Regions from separate parts of the Sus scrofa genome. Here all the other regions are linked to region 1. The links are chromatin contacts, called in public Hi-C and HiChIP or PLAC-seq maps. All regions are on one chromosome and are shown on one strand. The core of a region is the stretch at or near the end of the contact, and the rest is flanking DNA. Distances in the headings are between cores, read along the strand shown. Region 1 has its middle 71 kb from the start of SIAH1. Region 2 overlaps LONP2 (lon protease homolog 2, peroxisomal). Region 3 overlaps LONP2 (lon protease homolog 2, peroxisomal). Region 4 holds the start of N4BP1 (NEDD4-binding protein 1).

Region 1 (3,085 bases), core at 111-2,610:
GGTTTAAGGATTTGGCATTGCCATGAGCTGTGGTGTAGGTCACAGAAGCGGCTCGGATTCTGCGTTTCTATGGCTGTAGCATAGGGCGGCAGCTGCAGCTCCGATTTGACTCCTAGCCTAGGAATTTCCACATGCTGCAACTGTGGACCTGAAAAAGCAAAAAAAAAAAAAAAATTAAAATTAAAAAACATTCTCTTTTATAATTTTTGTTTTTTGGGTTTTGAGGTTTTTTGTTTTTGTTTGTTTGTTTGTTTGTTTTGTCCATGCCCACGGCATTTGGAAGTTCCCAGGCCAGGGATCAAACCCAAGCCACAGCAGTGACAACATGTGATTCTTAACACACTGAGCCACCAGGGAACTCCTATAATTTTTGTATATCATTTCATAACATATACATTTATATATTTATAGCAAAACCCATCCTAGACAGGACTTGGAAAACCTCAGTTTTGGCCAAGTGGAAGATGGGCCTGTCTTCTTTCACAGGGTAAAGCCGGTTCTTTATTGGTAATGAGGTTGACTGGCATTGAACTCTACCTTCCACCTACTGAGCCCTCTCCAGCCATTCTCTTAACTCTAACAATCCCTCTGGGAAGTCAGTTGATGTTGTCGAATTATCCTCATTTTATGGAGGAAGAAACTCGAGTTCAAAGAGGTTAAGTGACTTGCCAGCTGTGAAGCTATTATGGTAACACACAGGTTAGTGTCCAGACCCTGTGTCCTCTCTGACTCTCTCTACGCCTCTTGGAGGATTGCTAGGTGCAGCCTGCATGCTCCAAGCAAGCGATTTCTCAGCAAAGCCACTGCCTCCTGGTGACAATCTCTGGTCCCTGCAGAGGCTGAGGTGGTGGATAGAACCCCAGGCTCTGCCAGGGGCTGGGCAATGGCAGGGCTCTGGGGAACCCTTCCCGCCAGCGCCTGTGGATGCTGGCTGTCTCTTAGTAACTGATGGTGGCATCAACAATGAAGGAGCTGCAACAGATACTGGATCCCATTTCAGAAATTCTGAGTTCTCCACAAGAGGTCTATCTGCCCTTTCCCTTGCTGATGGGTGCCCCTGAGCCCAAGGTCAGCCTTGCAGGGTACAGCTGGCAGCTTAGCACCCTCCCCCACCCCACCTCTGTGGACCCTGCTCTGCAGGGAGCCTGAGCTCTGGGCAGCAGAGCATGGGCTGCTCCTCCCAGGCCTCTTTGCCAGGCGCCAGGGTGGGAGGCGTCAGATCTGGGGCACTTCTGGCATTCTAATCCACCAAGGATTCCAGCAGGTGCCAAGTCTCTGGTATCAGGGGAAATGATCTCAGAGCTTTGGACGTGGCTGGCAGGCCATGGCCTGGACTTAAAGGTCCCCCAGCAGGCACCTGTCACCCGAGCTGGATGGTCTCATGTCCTTCCACGGCTCAGACCTTCCAGAATCAGAACGGAGCTGAGGGTTCTGGGAAGGAAGATAGGCTTCTAGAATAGGACAAAGCCTCGAAATTTCAAAACCCCTTTTGTGACTGTCCAGCTCCCTGAGGTGCAAAAAGATCTTTCCCCTGGGGCCAGTGGAGGAAAAGGAGAACACTGGGTGGGGTGGGGTGGGGTGGAGGGGTGGGGGTGAGGTGCAGCCCTCTGCCTCCAGGGATCTGTCACCACCTCTCCCAATGGATGTGAAACTCAAATCAGGGCTATTCTTCACATGGGGCACCTCCCAGGGCCACCACCTCCTCTCCCCCCTCAGCCCCCCCCATTGTCATGACCTTTTTTTTTTTTTTTTTTTTTTTTTTAAAAGCTGAGGAAACTTCAGGTTCAGAAAGGTTATCTGTGATCTGTTCAGAGCCAGGGTCTAAAGCTGCTCAGGAAGGAGCTTGACCTCAAATGCAGATTTTCCAATTTTTCTACCAGAACCCAAAGCACAGAGCCCTTCCTCAGCCAGCTCCCTGAAAAGCCGTGTAGGTGTGTTCCCTTTATATTTATGTACTCATCTATTCATCATCAATTTATTAAACATTTTCTCTGAGCCCAACTCTTGGCTGAAGGCTGGGGGAGGCGGAGGGCTTAAGGCGGAGAAGGCCTACTTTCTGCCTCAGAAGGAGAGAGCTTGGGGACTGGGAGTCCTGAACGCAGCCCTGAGGCATGAGTGATGTTGGGATGCAGGAGACAGCCAGACCTGCCCAGAAGCTGCAGCCTGTGGGTGCAGGATCGGAGTGGGCTTCTTGGAGGAGGTGGCCGGGAGGGGACACGAGGAGGAAAGATCTCTGTGGGAGCTGTGAAGGCCCTTCAGAGTCTTGAGGGATGTAATCAGGCAACAGGCCTTGGCACCACGCGGGCTGACGCTGGTACTGGGAGGCGTGTGAAGAGAGAGCAGGGGAGGAAGCAGCGGTGCGCATGCGCCGGGCTTGGCTGGCGCGGAAATGCGTCCACTGCGTCAGGGGCTTGGCTCTAGTGGGTCCCTGGTCACAGTCCACCCTGGACAAGGGGCAGCCCAGAAGCCTTTTACTTCCTCGTGGCCCTATGTGGGTGTTCTGCCCAAGGCTGGCCGGAGGCTGGCTGGCTGCCCCAAATGCCTGCCCCAAATGCCTGCCCAGCCGAGCCTTCTTTAAAGTCCCAGTTTCTTCCCAAATAATGTTACTTTGTAGAGGAGGCCAGGAAGTCAAGTGTGTGTGAGGCTCATCACCTTTCTCCTTCGAAGCCAGCCTTTCCAGTGACTGCTTCTAACTCAGCAGAGCTGGGAGTTCAGGGGGACCCTCAGGAGAGCCAGGGCAGCCAGATCAGCAGGGAGCAATGGGGCCAGGCCACCTCTGGATGACACCAGCCCTGCCACTCACCACCTTTGGGGATTTGGGTAAGTCACTTAGCTCTCGGAATTTCAGTTTCTTCCTCTGTAAAATGGGGTACAATTGTGTCTGCCTCTTGGGAACAGGAGAGTTTTTCAGGAGAAAATATCCATTAAGTGACCTGCACATAGTAGGTCCTCATAAATCACAGAAGTTACTACTGGGCAGGTAGATCACATATAATGGACACTCGGGAAATATCTGAAGAATGAATCAGACATGTTTCCTTTTTCCTTTCGTCTTCCAAATATTTGTTCTTTCCCAGCAGAGCTA
Region 2 (3,069 bases), core at 187-2,686, 170 kb before region 1:
GGCATATGAAGGTTCCCAGGCTAGGGGTCCAATTGGAGCTGTAGCCACTGGCCTATGCAAGAGCCACAGCAACACGGGATCCGAGCCACGTCTGCAATCTACACCACAGCTCATGGCAACGCCGGATCCTTAATCCACTGAGCGAGGCCAGGGATTGAACACGCATCCTCGTGGATGCTAGTCGGGTTTGTTAACCACTGGGAACTCCGACAGATTTCTGTTTTAAATCTTCACTGAAATTGATATAAAATTTGTTCACTTTTTTCAAGTGAGTATACCTTTGTGTATGTGGCTGTCATTAAGAGAACTGAATCTAAAGAAGATAAAAATTTCTTCTTTTTTTTTTTTTTCCTTTTTATGGCCACACCTATGGCATATGGAAGTTCCCTGGCAAGGAGTCAAATGGGAGCTACAGCTACAGCAATGCCAGATCTGAGCCACATCTGTGACCTACACTGTAGCAATGCTGGATCCTAAACCCACGGAGCAGAGCCAGGGATTGATCGCACATCCTCATGGATACAACATCAGGTCCTTAACCCACTGAGCCATAATGGAAACTCCAAGAATTTCTTTTCTTTTTTTTTTTTTTTTCTTTTTTTTTTCCTTTTTAGAGCTGTACCTGAGGCACGTGGAGGTTCCCAGGCTAGGAGTCGAATTGGAGCTACAGCTGCCAGCTTATGCCACAGCCACACTTGGGACCTAAACCATGTCTGTGACCTACACCACAGCTCACAGAAACTCCGGATCCCTAACCCACTGAGCAAGGCCAGGGATCGGATCCATATCCTCATGGATCCTAGTTGGGTTCCTTAACTGCTGAGCCAGGAAGGGAACTCCAAGAATTTATTTTCTTTATTGAGTCTTTTGTGAAGGGAGCTTTTGTATGTGTAAGTATAAGGTTTTTAGAAATGTATGGTGCATATTGAGGTTATAATCATTGCCAAATAAAAAGTATGTGAATTTGTCTTTTGAGTCATTCTGAAAGCCTGATTTCCGATACACCTTGCTGGTAAGTAAGTACTCCCTAGCCGTCACTGTACCAGACGTTTCATTAAACACTCCAACAACCTGCCCTTGTGCTGTTGGGGTCTTACTCCCCACCCACCCTCTCAATTATCAAAGCCTGGAGAAAATTACGTGAAAACCGGTTTGGAAGCAGGTAGAGAGGGGGCTGTGGTTAACTAGAGGGATGGAGGGATTGGGAGCAGACTGTGCGCCTGTGTCAGAGGTAGGGGTCGAGGAGGCGACTGGAGGGGAGAAAGAACAGTAGAGGATTAGAGCATGACCAGGGGTGGGGTGTGCAGGAACAAGTGGTTCCATGTGACAGTTGAGGCATTTTGGGAACACCCAGGTCATGGCATTTAAGTACTGGTCACATGCTCACAAGCAGAGTTCAGGCGAAGTTTTGTTTTTGCTCAGCCTGAGTAGGCAGCACTGTTCTGCAGCCTTAAAATAGCCAGGGGAAAACAGAGCTGCTTTCTGTTGTCTGTCCTGCTTATTCTCTCGATCCTGTTGTTGACTTTCCCTTTTTGCCCTGCATGGAGCTCCAGCCTTTTGGTAGAAGTACCTGTTTATGTGAAGGAAGATGCTAATACATTCGGAATTGATTTTAAAATCAACCTAAGACATGTCTTTCAGCGTGAAAGTGATCACGAGGCGGGAGATGGGGAAGAAAAAGAAAGACTCGCTTTACGTTTAAATCTGAAACTGGGAACATTATAGGGATCCGACTAAACATTGGCCCATTGTTTTGGTTGATATTATTTTGAGTGGATTAAAGGAAGAATAGTCATATTTATGCTGCATATTAACTAATGCATTTTTTCCAGTCTTAGCCTTTCTCATTTCTCATTATCTCCGTTGGGACTTTTCTAACTACCTTATAAGCCACAGAATGTCTGTTCTCATCTGTCAGTTTTTATGACTTACATTTTTATTTTTAAATCAGTTCATAGGCAGTAAGTATAAAGTGACTTCTTTTAGAATGAAGTTTTATGAAATCATGTTCATGTAACATTCTTTTCTCCATTAGCTGTTCCTCGGTGAATTATATTACTCTTGTGATAGTTCTCAAGTTATTGGTGACGGTAATTCTTTGGAAGTCGCTTACCAAGTGTTTGTTCAGATGATAAAATTTTATCGCTGCCAGGAATCCTTGGCTCAGTTTTCAAACAGAAGAGAAGAAAAATCAACTTTTGCCTTCTCCATTCTTAAATTTTCGTCTGTAACCCGAAATGGCCATGCTTTAAATATTAAATTAGCTCTTTCATTCTTAATCTCTACAAGGGAAAAATAACTGAAGCAGCACGCTTTTAATATATATTTAGCCTAGTGTGCCAGACACATTGCAGTGTGCTCACTAGCCTCCTTATAACCTGTATTTGCATACAGCGCCTCTCTGCCTCTAAACCTTACCGGTTTCTCTTGAGGCCCCAACGCAAGGCTTCCTCCTTTAAGATAAGTGCAGTCGGCTGTGCCCTGCTCTCCTCTGCACTGACCACTTACTGTCTGTTGTGCTCTTTGAATGACTAAATAATACAGGCCTCTGGCATTGCTAATACATACCTGGAGAGAGAAAGTGTAAACATATGAAGCAGGAGCTCTGTAGGATAGGGGTTTTCCCACACCTTCTGCTCCTTTGTGTCACCCGGTGCTGTCGCCACCGCACCAGACATGGCCGAGTAGTAAGTGATCCCTAAGTGCTGTGTGCATTCAGGTCAGATTAAAATGTGATTACGTGTTGGAAGTCATGCAGTCCTTTAGATGAGTGCGTCCAAACAAGTGACTGTCTAAGAAGATTTAGGACTGACTGCTGTAAGAACAATTTGATTTGTTTAGACATGCTGTATTAAAGACTATTTTTAGTTCCTTAAAGACTGTTTTTCTTTTTTAAAAAGAGATCATGAGGATCTCTTTCAGGTTTATTATTTTCTCCAGTTTGAGACGGGTGTGTTTCCCCTTGGAAGAAAATCTGGAAAAGGAAAAAAATTGTCATGTTTTTCTCCCATACAAATGTAATCACTTTTAATATTTTATTCCTGGCCAGACTTTTCATTGGGCACCTTT
Region 3 (3,016 bases), core at 261-2,760, 150 kb before region 1:
TTTTATTTCTGCATTCTACTCAAAAGACACCTTGTCAACTCATCTTTTTAATTTTGGTTTGTTAAATGGAAAGGGAGCAATTATCGTACTGGAATTTTACCTGATAGAATTTAACGACAGAGTAAATTTATATTCATTGAAGCTTTTAAGTAGATAAGAACATAAAGTCTTTTAAACATATAAATTAATGTGTAATTCCAACATCTAGAGGGAAAAATGCTTTTATAGGGACCCCTTAGTTTTGTTTTGTTTTGTTAAAATTTATAATCAAAACTCTGGAAATAGCCCTCTTGCAGCTCTTCCCTCCAAATCGTAATTGAGTCTTTGTTGTTGCCATTGCAAGTTTTTTCCTTTATGTATCAAATTATGCTAAAGAAAAGAGGGTATTTGCCTATTAAATAATAAAATACAAACTTGCATTTGTGTTAAGGAGGTAATTATCTCTAATGAGATAGCTTTTTTTTCTCTTTGAGATACATCATTTAATCAAAAGACTTTCAAACTCTGTGCTTCTTTAGTAAGTGCTCGTCTTATGTGTGAGGAAGTTGGAAATTTGAACATTTATTGCTTGGGGATTAAATTTCTTTCTACTGATTATAGTCTTAGTGGAAGTCATACCTCAGTTCCTTCTAAATCCAAGATCCTTTGAATCTGCATTGCATTTCCTCATGGCACTGTGGACGCCACGTGAGTAATGACGGCTTCTTTCCAGGGTATACACAAGAGGAGAAGATCGAGATCGCCCACAGGCACTTGATCCCAAAGCAACTGGAGCAGCATGGGCTGACTCCTCAGCAGATTCAGATCCCTCAGGTGACTACTCTGGACGTCATCACCAGGTTAGTCAGCTGTCCTGAGGCTTCAGTCATGTCCAAGCCTGGAACGTAGATTCCTGTTTGACTGGCACCTCAGAGCATCCGCTTTCCCCTGTGCAGCCAGTTCCCAGCAAACCTTTCCGTGTAACTGTCGACGTGCACAGGGCTCTGTAGGAGGCAGAGAGTCACAGAGGAAGCACTTTTAGAGTCTCTTCATAGCTAACTAAGGACTCATAGTTCAGCCAGAATTTCAACTTTTCCCTAACAGCAGCGCATGGAATTAATTTGATAAGTTAACAACCAAAAACATGGAAACTCTTGAGACACCTTTTATGCCCCAGGATCCTGAAAGTTGAATGCTCCCAAGACGTGAGATGCAGCTTCCAGACATCGGTTTGAAGTTACTCAGATTTTCTTTTCCTCCCTTTGAGAGGTTTTTTTTTTTTTTTTTTAAATCCTTAGTTTTCGTCCTTGGAATTAACACCAAACAACAGAGAAGATACTTTCCCAAGTTAGCTACCAAGTAGTTAAGCCTATGGCAAGCAGTGCATAAATTATCTGAGTAGAGTATTGCTTCATCTGACGTACAGATTGCACGTTTGACTGGAAAATGTATCCTGTTGAGAATTTCTGTCTACAATAGCCTCTCACAGTTTTCCTGGCTCAGCATTGCAGGTCCATTGCATCATCTGGCAAGTGGTGTCAGGCTGCCAGGACTCCTCCTGCAGCCTGTTCCCAGTAACCACTGGTTTTCAAAGGAGGGGAAGTCTCTCTCTGTTTTGAACTTTGACTTAGAGTTTGGCCAGTCAGACTGCTTTTTGATCGAAGCCAGCCTCCTTATGAAAGTCTCTTTGGAAGTCGGTTTAAATTTACATGCGAAACAGTAAGACTCAGTCTGACCTGGGAGTTCCTTTTCTTGTGACTTACTGGGTAGATGATGCCAGAGGAAATAAAACAGGTGATTTATACACCAAAGTCTTCCAAAAATATCATTATTCCAGATAACACCCCTGATGTCTTTGGGTAACTTTCAATAAGTCACTGAACCCTTTTTGATAGCTTCCCCATCTGTAATATATGAGCAATAGAGAAAAATAGCCATTCATAGCTTATCTGGATCTAAATGCGAATGACTTGAGGAGTAATTGCTATTTGTATTTCCCAGTTGTTGTCTGGAGAACGATTTCTTTTTCTTTTTCTTTTTTTATTCTTTTTTAGAGCACTATATTTTTTTATGTATTTTTTGGCCGCATTCTTGGCATGTCAAGGGTCCTGGGCCAGGGATTGAACCCGAGCCACAGCTTCAGTCTACATCACAGTTGGGGCAACGCTGGATCCTTAACCTACCTGTCACAAAGGAACTTCCGTGTTTCCTTTTCATGTACTTGTTCACTCAAAACATCAGATATTGAAAGCTGTGAACATCAGGAAATTTCTCTGAGCAGTTTTCATATTTTTAAAAAACAGCACAGGTATTTGCTACACCAAGCAGGTTTTGGATATTTAGTGAGTTACCCAACTTCAGACATAGTTTTTCATCTTTCCCGTGTTTTTCGTCTTCTCCTATGTGGTAGTCAGACCCATAGAGTTCAGCAGGCAGAGAGGGAGTCCTAGAAGTCACCCCCTCCCTCTTGGCTCCCAGCGTAACTAGCCTGCTTGAATTACAGTGGTTACTGTAAACTCCTCTTTGGTGAGTAAATGTCACTGTTATAAAATAATCTTTATATTTACCTCCCTCTCATTTTCTCATTCTGCCCTATACATACACCTAGAATCTAAGTATACTCCCTTTCTTGTACAGCCCTTCTGGCATTAAAAAAAAAAAAAAAAAAAAAAAAAAAAAAAAAAAGGCTGTCATCCCATAAATGCTCTATTCTTCAAGTTAAACATTCCTATTATCTTTTTATCATTCCTCTCAACCTACTTTAAAGACATTTTACTCTGCTGATTAGTCTTTTTCTGAGTGATTCCTCTAATGTCAGTGTCTCTTTTAAAATTAAACATCCAGAATGGAACTGAGTATTTCAGATGTAGCCTAAATAGCTCATGATATAAGAAGACCACCAATTGTCTTATTCCGACTATATTATTTTATGACTCTATCTCAAAATTTTTAGCTTTTTTAGGTTATCCTCTTTCCTCTTGCACTTAGAGTTGCCTAATACCTTTAGTTCTCTTGCATATGAATTTCTGCTACGCTT
Region 4 (2,854 bases), core at 132-2,631, 140 kb after region 1:
CGTTTCCTAATTCCTCTAAACATATTAAAAGCAAGCATTCAGGGTTCTTAATCTAAGAAAGCCAGAAGTTACAGCTAATCAGATCCTTCCAGGACACTGTGAAATTTCCCTCCCTCAGAGGGGTCATCATTTGGGAGATGGGTATTAAGGACAAGCACCACCCCAGTCTGAATCCTGACTCTCCCACTTACTCAATGGGAAAACCTGGAGGAACCTGGCTCCCCAGAAGTCTTGCTGTCTTTTGGCTTGAGGAAGGAAGGGAATAGCTGAAGGTGTCCAAAAGAGGTATAAGTCTGAAATGCTGATTTAGAGAGAGGGTGAGTCACCTCTTCGAAAGTTTCAGTTTCCCCAGCTGTTTAAGACAGGAAGACAACAAAAATCTACCTCACTGGATTTTTTAAGGAATCCTTCTGCAGTACTTAACGTCTGAGGTGCTATAACCATTCAATAAATGTTAGTTGTACGTAAAATCGATACAGGGAACAAAGCTATTCTAAACACTGTTATAAACATCCCTCTCTTCTTGATGTTCTGAGGAACGTACTACCAACATGGTTTTGCTCACTCTTTCAAAAGGGGTCTGACACCCCCCCCAAAGGTTCAGAACCCCTTTGAACCTTCCCAGAGGAGACCTGGGAAGAGAAAAGCGGCTGAGGTGGTGGGCCAGAAAGCTGCGGGCCCAGCCATCAGGTCCTGCGCACCAGCCCGAGGGCTAGGGGGGAAAGACAACAACAGGCAACATTCTTAGCTCGTTCACTCCTTGCCAGTCACTGTGCACCGCGCTTTACACAATCACCTAATCGAATCCTCGCGAAAGCCCTTCAAGTCAAGTGCTGTCGTCAGCGCCACTCTACAAACAGGGAAACTGAGGCGCCGAGGATAAAACCGCTAACCCAAGGTCACATGGCTCGAGAGCCGAGGCTCGGGAGATTGCACTCCCACCATCGCGCGTCGCGGAGTCCGCGCATGAAGGGCAAGAAGGAAAGGGTGTGTGGGGGTGCCCAGGGACCCCGACCGACGGAAAGCTGCGCGCGCGCGCGCTGGGGCCGGGCCGGGGAAGGCGATCGCGCGGGGGCGGCGGCCGCACTCACCTTGGCGCTGTGCACCGCCTCCTGCGCCCCGAGGAGCTGCAGCCAGATGCGCGCGGGCAGAGGTTCCTCGGCCCCGAGCGCGCCGAGCACCGCCAGGCTCACGCCGAACAGGCCCTCGATGCGGCCGCGGCTCCGCTCCAGCAGCGCCGCCTTCTCGGCTGGCGCCGTAAATTCGTCCAGCACCGCCCGGGCCGCCATGGCGGGCGCGGCCTCCCGCGGCGGCGCCGGGGGCCGGCGGCGGCGACGCCCCCTCAGCGTGCTGCCGCTACACTCGAGCCGGTCAGTCGGCGTCGGCCCTCCCGGCCGCCTCGCCTCGGCCCGCGCCCCGCCGCCTGCCCGGAGGCCCGGCTACACCATCCCCGCGCGGCCGCCACAGCTGGGCAACTGCGGGGAAATAGCCCCTGCGCCGCTGCCGTCGCCGCTGCCGCCGCCGCCGCCGCCGCCGCGGGCCGGGCCCCGCAGCCGCGCCTGCGCACCGCCCGCCGCCGTCATTGAGAATCGCCGCCCCCGAGGGGCTGGGGCTGGAGTGTAGGCGACGGAGGCGACGTCACGCGCAGTCGCCATGCTTGTTTAGGGCAGAACGAAGGCAGGAACCTGGGCTGTCTTTGGTGAGGGTGCGACGCTTTGGGCGACCTGGTGGATGGTGAATTTCTGGATTTACAGTTGAGGTGGAGGCTCCGAGCCAGTAGGCGGGACGGAGCCGGTGTCACACAAGGGATCTGGCTTTTCTTCAGACATCTTGCAGCCCAATCTAGGGCTCTAACAGATTGAGTTATCGGCTTCTCAGTAATTGACCGATGGTTTTTCTCTCTTCCTCCTTCCTTCTCTCCCTCCCCCACCCTCCTGTCTCCCTGCCTGTCCTTTGCTTCCCTCTTTCCATTACTTTACTTTGTTCTTAAATAAAAATGTTGACGGGAAGAGAAGAAAATGGGAGTAATGTGTATGGTGATTTGAAAAGCAAAGAAATAATTAGGGAAAATTCAGAAGAGTGGTTTCTTCTGAGTGGGGAGGAGGAGAATGTGACATAGAAGTACCAGAAGTGGGGGATTAGGGGCTCTTCCATGATGTCAGTGGGGGTTTGGGAAAGTATACCCTAAGCCCTCTCCAGGTCCGTTTTCCCATCTGTAAATTCAACAGTTGCTCTTAGTTATCTCCAAAGTCTTTCCAGGTTTTTCATTCTCTGAGTCCATGGAAACAGGTTGTGGAAGATAAAGTGGTTTCCTTTGGGCTAAATGTTGGATAATTAGATACCATGATAATTAGGAACCATGAACGTACTTGTCTATGTTATACTGTCTCGTCTGTCAATGTAGATAACAATAGTACTTCCTATTATTGTGAAAATTAATATATAGTACCTGGACACGGTAAGTGAGCACCAAGTAGTAGCTGTTATTACTAAATTAGCCATATACTAAAGGCTTCATTTTCACAGAAAAGTTTTGTATGGATTATGCAGCCATACTGACCATGTGAGCCTGGGGGTCCCCTCCCTCTGTATAGATTCCCCCTTGAGGAGAAAGAAGGGGATCTAAAGATGTGGCAGTTGGAAAGGCCAAGGGGGAATGGTTTTGGTAAGAGGGAATACCCGAGGTAAAACCTCAAGGATCCGGGCTGCTGGGGTTTTCCATTTGCCTCAGAAGTTCAGGCAGGTGTGATCCCCTAGTGCCCCACCTAAAGATGACTCAGCACAGGGAAGAGAACCACTAGGTTCACAGACAGACAACTTCCTGTTCCCCTGGGCTTTTCCCTTGGTGTCTACA

Evidence for each region. A called contact is a pair of places that touch in the nucleus more often than the background predicts. HiChIP or PLAC-seq counts read pairs in DNA pulled down with a chosen protein or histone mark.
Region 2: a contact with region 1 is called in a Hi-C map of skeletal muscle, with 8 times the contacts expected there. The contact joins two enhancer-like sites. A contact is called at or near these places in 7 of 47 Hi-C or Micro-C datasets (embryonic fibroblasts, fetal skeletal muscle, heart right ventricle and 3 more) and 2 of 2 datasets of contacts at active chromatin or transcription factors (alveolar macrophages and skeletal muscle).
Region 3: a contact with region 1 is called in an H3K27ac HiChIP or PLAC-seq map of alveolar macrophages. The contact joins two enhancer-like sites. A contact is called at or near these places in 1 of 47 Hi-C or Micro-C datasets (fetal skeletal muscle) and 2 of 2 datasets of contacts at active chromatin or transcription factors (alveolar macrophages and skeletal muscle).
Region 4: a contact with region 1 is called in an H3K27ac HiChIP or PLAC-seq map of alveolar macrophages, with 2.7 times the contacts expected there. The contact joins the promoter of N4BP1 here to the enhancer-like site in region 1. A contact is called at or near these places in 8 of 47 Hi-C or Micro-C datasets (alveolar macrophages, fetal heart ventricle, fetal skeletal muscle and 5 more) and 2 of 2 datasets of contacts at active chromatin or transcription factors (alveolar macrophages and skeletal muscle).

What each region holds. Positions count from the first base shown.
Region 1 is chr6:36,265,211-36,268,295 of Sscrofa11.1, reverse strand. No RefSeq gene overlaps it. Among named protein-coding and RNA genes, the nearest start is that of SIAH1, 71 kb to the left of the region's middle. Within about 2 kb of position 1,360, at least 5 of the 83 cell types and tissues checked have an H3K27ac peak or open chromatin away from gene starts, as enhancers often do. A contact at or near this core is called in alveolar macrophages, retroperitoneal adipose tissue and skeletal muscle, where this site is marked.
Region 2 is chr6:36,433,893-36,436,961 of Sscrofa11.1, reverse strand. All of the region lies in intron 7 of LONP2 (lon protease homolog 2, peroxisomal), which reads left to right. Among named protein-coding and RNA genes, the nearest start is that of ABCC11, 27 kb to the left of the region's middle. Within about 2 kb of position 1,436, at least 40 of the 83 cell types and tissues checked have an H3K27ac peak or open chromatin away from gene starts, as enhancers often do. A contact at or near this core is called in alveolar macrophages, retroperitoneal adipose tissue and skeletal muscle, where this site is marked.
Region 3 is chr6:36,411,660-36,414,675 of Sscrofa11.1, reverse strand. LONP2 (lon protease homolog 2, peroxisomal) reads left to right here. Exons shown (of 15, transcript XM_005664451.3): 10 at 713-839. Among named protein-coding and RNA genes, the nearest start is that of ABCC11, 49 kb to the left of the region's middle. Within about 2 kb of position 1,510, at least 35 of the 83 cell types and tissues checked have an H3K27ac peak or open chromatin away from gene starts, as enhancers often do. A contact at or near this core is called in alveolar macrophages and skeletal muscle, where this site is marked.
Region 4 is chr6:36,120,716-36,123,569 of Sscrofa11.1, reverse strand. It overlaps N4BP1 (NEDD4-binding protein 1), which reads right to left and starts at 1,381. Exons shown (of 7, transcript XM_003126990.5): 1 at 1,092-1,381. The coding sequence starts at 1,289.